Linked DNA regions of Capsicum annuum: region 2 is linked to region 1. Evidence: chromatin contacts called from public Hi-C data. All regions are on one chromosome and are shown on one strand. The core of a region is the stretch at or near the end of the contact, and the rest is flanking DNA. Distances in the headings are between cores, read along the strand shown.

Region 1 (2,898 bases), core at 127-2,626:
AATTATAATTTCAAACTTAATGTTATCCTAATTAATCTATATCTCTTTTATCTCTCATCATTATTTTTATCCCTTATTTAATTTTCTCCTTATTTAAAACATTATTTTACTGCTAATTTATATTTATACCCATAAATATATAAAGTATTATATTTATAATAGAAATATACAAAGTTTGTTATATATAAAGTCTATACCATGTATATACCACATACACACATATATAAATATTCAAAATATTAAGAAACATACTAAGCATATTTATAATATAAATATACAAAGTATGTTATATATGAAGTTTATACCATGTATATATTATATACACATATATATAAAAATACAAGGTATAAAGAAACATACTAAGCATATTTATATATTTATGGTATATGATATAATATACCATAAATATGCAAAGCATGTTTTACATAGAAATAATTTATTCACACACAGTAAAATCTTTCATGTATAAGAAAATTAAAGAAATAAATTAGCGGCACCCTAAAATTTAATAACAACTCATCATTTCCTATTTTTTAGGAACGAAAAATGAAGGAAATAAATTAATAAATTTCTAAAAAAATAAATTTGTTTGAAAGATAATATTTGTTATCTAAAAAACAGGAAGCAGTGATCTGTTAATATAACATCCATATTTAAAATTTTCAAATATGAGAAAACGATTATTAATGTAAATATTATATATGTCATAATTGAAATTCCTTAAATATGACCATGTATATGTAATTATTTTTATAATAGTGGCTAATTGTGTTATTTTTTCATTAGTAGATAAATTTTAGTTGGGTGATTTTGATAGTTTGTAAAAGTTAGGGCATAAAATCATATTTAAATTTTTTTTTTCAAAAGTCAATTTTTTTTTTTCAAAAAAGAGATGGCCAAACATAACTCCAACTCCAATTTCAACTCCAACTCCAAAAATTTTTAGTTTTCATGGCCAAAGGACTACTTAACTTTCCAAGGTTGAGTTTCAAGGACTTGATTTAGTATTAATTAACTACCCTAAGAAAGGGTAAAAAAGAGAAAAAACATGTTTAATTTATGTTTTTATTTTATTTTTTCTTAAAATGTTTGTCATATTTCAAAAATTTTGTGAAATGAAGGAAATAATAAAGAGTACTTTTTTTTTACATTATCAGGTGACTTTTATGCACGTCATCCATTTTTACCTTGAAAATGAATGATCTGCTATAACAGGTAAAAAAAATATATAATAGTATCAAAAAAGTACATCAATAATACGCCAAACTTAATTTCATAATAAATAGTTTACGAAGGTAATAAAAATACTCAGAAAATTTTATCTTCACTAAAATTTGAGTATATATGGTACCCTTTTTTTTTCCATAAATTAAACATTGAAACAAGGTGCAAAAATAGGAGAGGGGCGAAGACCAGCATGCGGTGTGCGTGGCCCCAAATTACAGCGCGCCAACCGCTTTTCTCTCTATTTATACATTCCCTCACCTTTCGCTTCTCCACTCATAACATAACATCACCATATACTCTTACCCTCTTTTATTTTCTCATTTTTTCTAATTGCCGGTTTTCCTACCGGAAAATCAAGAAATGGACGTTCGCCGGCGAACTGTTAAGCCTTTATACACACCCAAAGATGCTTCCGCCGGCGAACCTCTCAAACTACACAAACAGCAACAGGTTTCTTCTCCTAAAGCATCTGATGCCCTTCCACTTCCGTTGTACCTGACCAATGGGTTGTTTTTCACCATGTTTTTCTCTGTGATGTATTTTCTTCTCGTCAGGTGGCGTGAGAAGATCCGTAATTCCATTCCTCTGCATGTCGTTACCCTCTCTGAATTGGTGGCTATGATTTCTTTGATCGCTTCGGTTATTTATCTGTTGGGTTTTTTTGGGATTGGGTTTGTTCAGTCGTTTGTGTCGAGGTCGAATAGCGATTCATGGGATATCGAGGATGAGAATGCTGAGCAGCTTATTATTGAGGAAGATAGCCGACGTGGAGGACCATGTGCTGCTGCAACTACTCTTGGTTGCGCTGTACCTCCACCACCTGTTCGAATAATTGTCCCAATGGTTCCTCAGCAACCAGCTAAGGTGGCTTTGTCTCTAACGGAGAAGCCTGCGCCGATAATTACACCAGCAGTATCGGAGGATGATGAGGAGATTATACAATCTGTTGTTCAGGGTAAAACGCCATCGTACTCGTTGGAATCAAAGCTTGGTGATTGTAAAAGAGCTGCTTCGATACGTAAGGAGGCGCTGCAGAGGATTACTGGGAAGTCATTGGAAGGGCTACCATTGGAGGGGTTTGACTATGATTCTATTCTTGGACAGTGCTGTGAGATGCCTGTAGGATACGTGCAAATACCGGTGGGAATCGCAGGGCCATTGCTGCTTGATGGGAGAGAATACTCAGTGCCAATGGCAACTACTGAAGGATGTTTAGTGGCGAGTACCAACAGAGGTTGCAAGGCTATATTTGCCTCTGGTGGTGCCAACAGTGTTCTGCTCAGAGATGGGATGACCAGAGCTCCCGTGGTCAGGTTCACCACCGCGAAAAGAGCCGCTGAGTTGAAGTTCTTCGTTGAGGATCCGCTCAACTTTGAGACTCTTTCTGTTATGTTCAACAAGTGAGTGTCATTCTTATTCTTCTTCCTTTTCATGCTGACTATTTCTCGATACCTATATTCATATTGTTACCATTGTAAATAGTAAATACTCTCTCGTCTCAAATTGATTGACCTCTTTTCACTTGACAGGAAGTTTAAGAATATAATGAGTACTTTTGAATAGTGTGGTCTTAAATTTAAGATATGTCTAATGTATCAATATATATTTTAATCTTGTGGTTTTAAACATATAATGTGAAAAGTTGAAATTAAAAGTTGGTAAAAGGGGAAA
Region 2 (2,898 bases), core at 297-2,796, 52 kb before region 1:
ATTAATATCTAAAAGTCAAACATCTCACTGTAGGTTTGTGGATGAACAAGTGAACATAGAATTAATTAAAGACGTTATATGTTTCCTAACTAAAACGAAAGTAGGCACAAATCAAATCAGGTTCAAATAAATGACCCAAATTTTTTTTTTTTTGTTTCCCTTTTGCTGCAAAATAAAATATAATATATATGATATTGTTAGTAGTTGCTACGTGCTCTTTTCTCCAAGTGTGAATTTCATTTGCAGAATGGCAAAGAGACAAATCAGGTGGTTGTTTTGTTGCATGGTAAGAAGAACACCTGTTGTTTGTTACCTTAGCACACAATAAATAAATAAATATTGTATGATAAGGATAACTGGACGAAGTTGCCGATTTGGCAGAAAACGACGCCCCTTCACCTCAACTACCAACAAATCAAAAATTCCCAAGAATTTCCTCTGCCTTGTGTAATTTTTTTTTTTTTTTATTTCTCATTCGAGTGTTAGATCTCTGGTTAATTCACACCGGATAGGATCCATTCCGGGATAGTATTTTCTGTAAATTTTTTTTTGTTCATATTTAGGATTCAAATTCGAAACCTCTAATTAAGAGAGAAGCAGTCTCATTCACTGCACGACATTCATTGATAGTCTGGTCTGGTCTGTCTGGTGTAAATTTTGTCCTTCCACATTTTGTAACCATTTTATTTTCGGTATATGATTTCCGCATTATAATTTAATTAATTAAAATTTCACGTATTAGAATGTTCATTTTTCAAGGCGATACTTTTCATAATTTTTTGGTTTATTTTTAAAATATGAATTTAAAACTTTCCATTCAGAATGAAAGAATTCTAACCAATTTATCACAAATCATGTTAGTGTACATTTGTTTTCTTTCATTGACAATTACCATCGCAATGCACATTAAAAATAAATAAATAAATAAATAAATTAATTAATTAATAAATAAATAAATAAATAAAATAGGTCATCCTCCTCCTTTGTTGTCAATTTCTCCATCATTTCCTAACAAAACCCATCGCTTTCTAGCAATTCTTAGCACCTAAGCTTCTTACTATACATCTTACTAACGTTGCGATATCTTGTAATTTCAGTATCATTTTCTCGTTGAATTTACCTGTAGAAGTAATTACAACAACAAACCCAGTATATTCCCACATAGTGGGGTATGGGGAGGGTAAAATGTATGTAGTCCATACCACTATCCCGAGCGAGTAGAGAGGCTGTTTTCGATAAACCCCGACTCAAAACGAAGGGCCGTAGACCAAAAAGCGAGCAAAACCTGTAGAAGTAATTATTAAATAAATATCATTCTTTCGGGAAATATTATAATGAGAACGGAATCAATCTTCATACGTGAAACTAAATCTCCTTTACATAAATATCACTTGTATACAATATTTTTTTTTTCTTTTTTTAAAAAACATGTATATAAGTAATTCTCTTTCAAAATACAATGAATTAGTCAACATTATCTACAGTTGCATATATTTTTCTTAACCACTTGGCAGGAAACTTTCGTCAATAATTAATAGGTGAGTGGATAGGTCAAAGAAGGTTACCTAACTTGTTAATAAGAAATCATTGAATAATTTCTACACTATACCATATGCGGCTACACAATCAGTTATTCGTCGTCGACTTTGTTTGAATTTTTTTGAATATATATATAAATATGTGAATCCCACCTCATAATTTCACTGACCATCCACCATTTTATTTCTTTTTGGTTCTCAGTTACACTATTGTTTTGTGGTATTATTTCTATAAATATTCTATTAAAATTATTTTAAAATTTCTGTGGGGTTACTTCTATAGTACGTGAATTAAAATTATTTTATATGATAATTGATTTATTCTCTTGAAATTTAGTGTACAAAAAGTTATACAATACGTTTAACTTTTAGGGAAGAAGAAATGGAGAAGAGGAGAAACAAGTGAAAAATCGAACCCTCACAAATAAATTAAAAATTCAGATAGCAAATCAATTGAGCTATTACAATTCTGTAAGTCACATTAACTGAACTTTTGCGAGCAAGTTATCAAGTATACTTTGATTAACTTAGTAATTTTAAAATCTCAATAAAGTTATTGTATCACATACTTCGTTTAGTGAAACATATGCATAATACTTTGTGAAGTAATTTGGATTTATGATCAATTTGAAGTGGTCGGACAGATTATCCAGTAACTTTGATCATGAATTCGGTAATAGAAACTTTAAATTTCTTAAAATAAAATTTTATATATTTAAAAACTATATAAAAGTATTGTATGAGCTTAAAACTTTATAATAATAAAAAATGATTGAGTCTCGAAATTTCATATGTATAATAAAAATAATAAATATTGGGTTCGTGCTGACATAAACTTACGTATATAAACATACATATAAATTTTATATCATTACTATATAAGATTAATACTCCTATTTTTCTTCTGTTATATATTTGTGATATTTATTATTTTTAAAAGCCATAAAGGAACTAAAAATCGTGCGTCCACTCAAAACATACCGACAAAATTGTCATAAAAACGTAAAGGGGATTGAGGAAGGTTCACTATCAGATCTCACAAGTGTCCTTTTTTGGCTGAACTTTTTTAAAGTTGTGTACTTAGAACTGTATTTCCTGTACCACCACAAAAGAATTTAAGTGCCCTGTATAAAATATTTTATATTATTAAGTAAATTTGATTTGTTATTACATGTTATTAATTTTTATGAAATAAAATTAGGTAAATCAAAATAGTAGGTTAAGTTTACTAGATAGTATAAAATTTTTTGGCACAAAACTTAAACTACCATAAAAAGAGCGAAGTGTCAATGAATGTTGCATTGCACTGATGCGATTTTCATTTGTGGAAGTTAATATAACTACTTCATCCGTACTAAAT

The links. A called contact is a pair of places that touch in the nucleus more often than the background predicts.
Region 2: a Hi-C map of placenta shows a contact between it and region 1, with 2.5 times the contacts expected there. The contact joins the enhancer-like site here to the promoter of LOC107859749 in region 1. A contact is called at or near these places in 2 of 5 Hi-C or Micro-C datasets (leaf and placenta).

What each region holds. Positions count from the first base shown.
Region 1 is chr2:136,623,337-136,626,234 of UCD10Xv1.1, reverse strand. It overlaps LOC107859749 (3-hydroxy-3-methylglutaryl-coenzyme A reductase 1), which reads left to right and starts at 1,376. Exons shown (of 4, transcript XM_016704840.2): 1 at 1,376-2,627. The coding sequence starts at 1,588.
Region 2 is chr2:136,675,154-136,678,051 of UCD10Xv1.1, reverse strand. No RefSeq gene overlaps it. Among protein-coding and RNA genes, the nearest start is that of LOC107859750, 13 kb to the left of the region's middle. Within about 2 kb of position 1,546, at least 3 of the 5 cell types and tissues checked have an H3K27ac peak or open chromatin away from gene starts, as enhancers often do.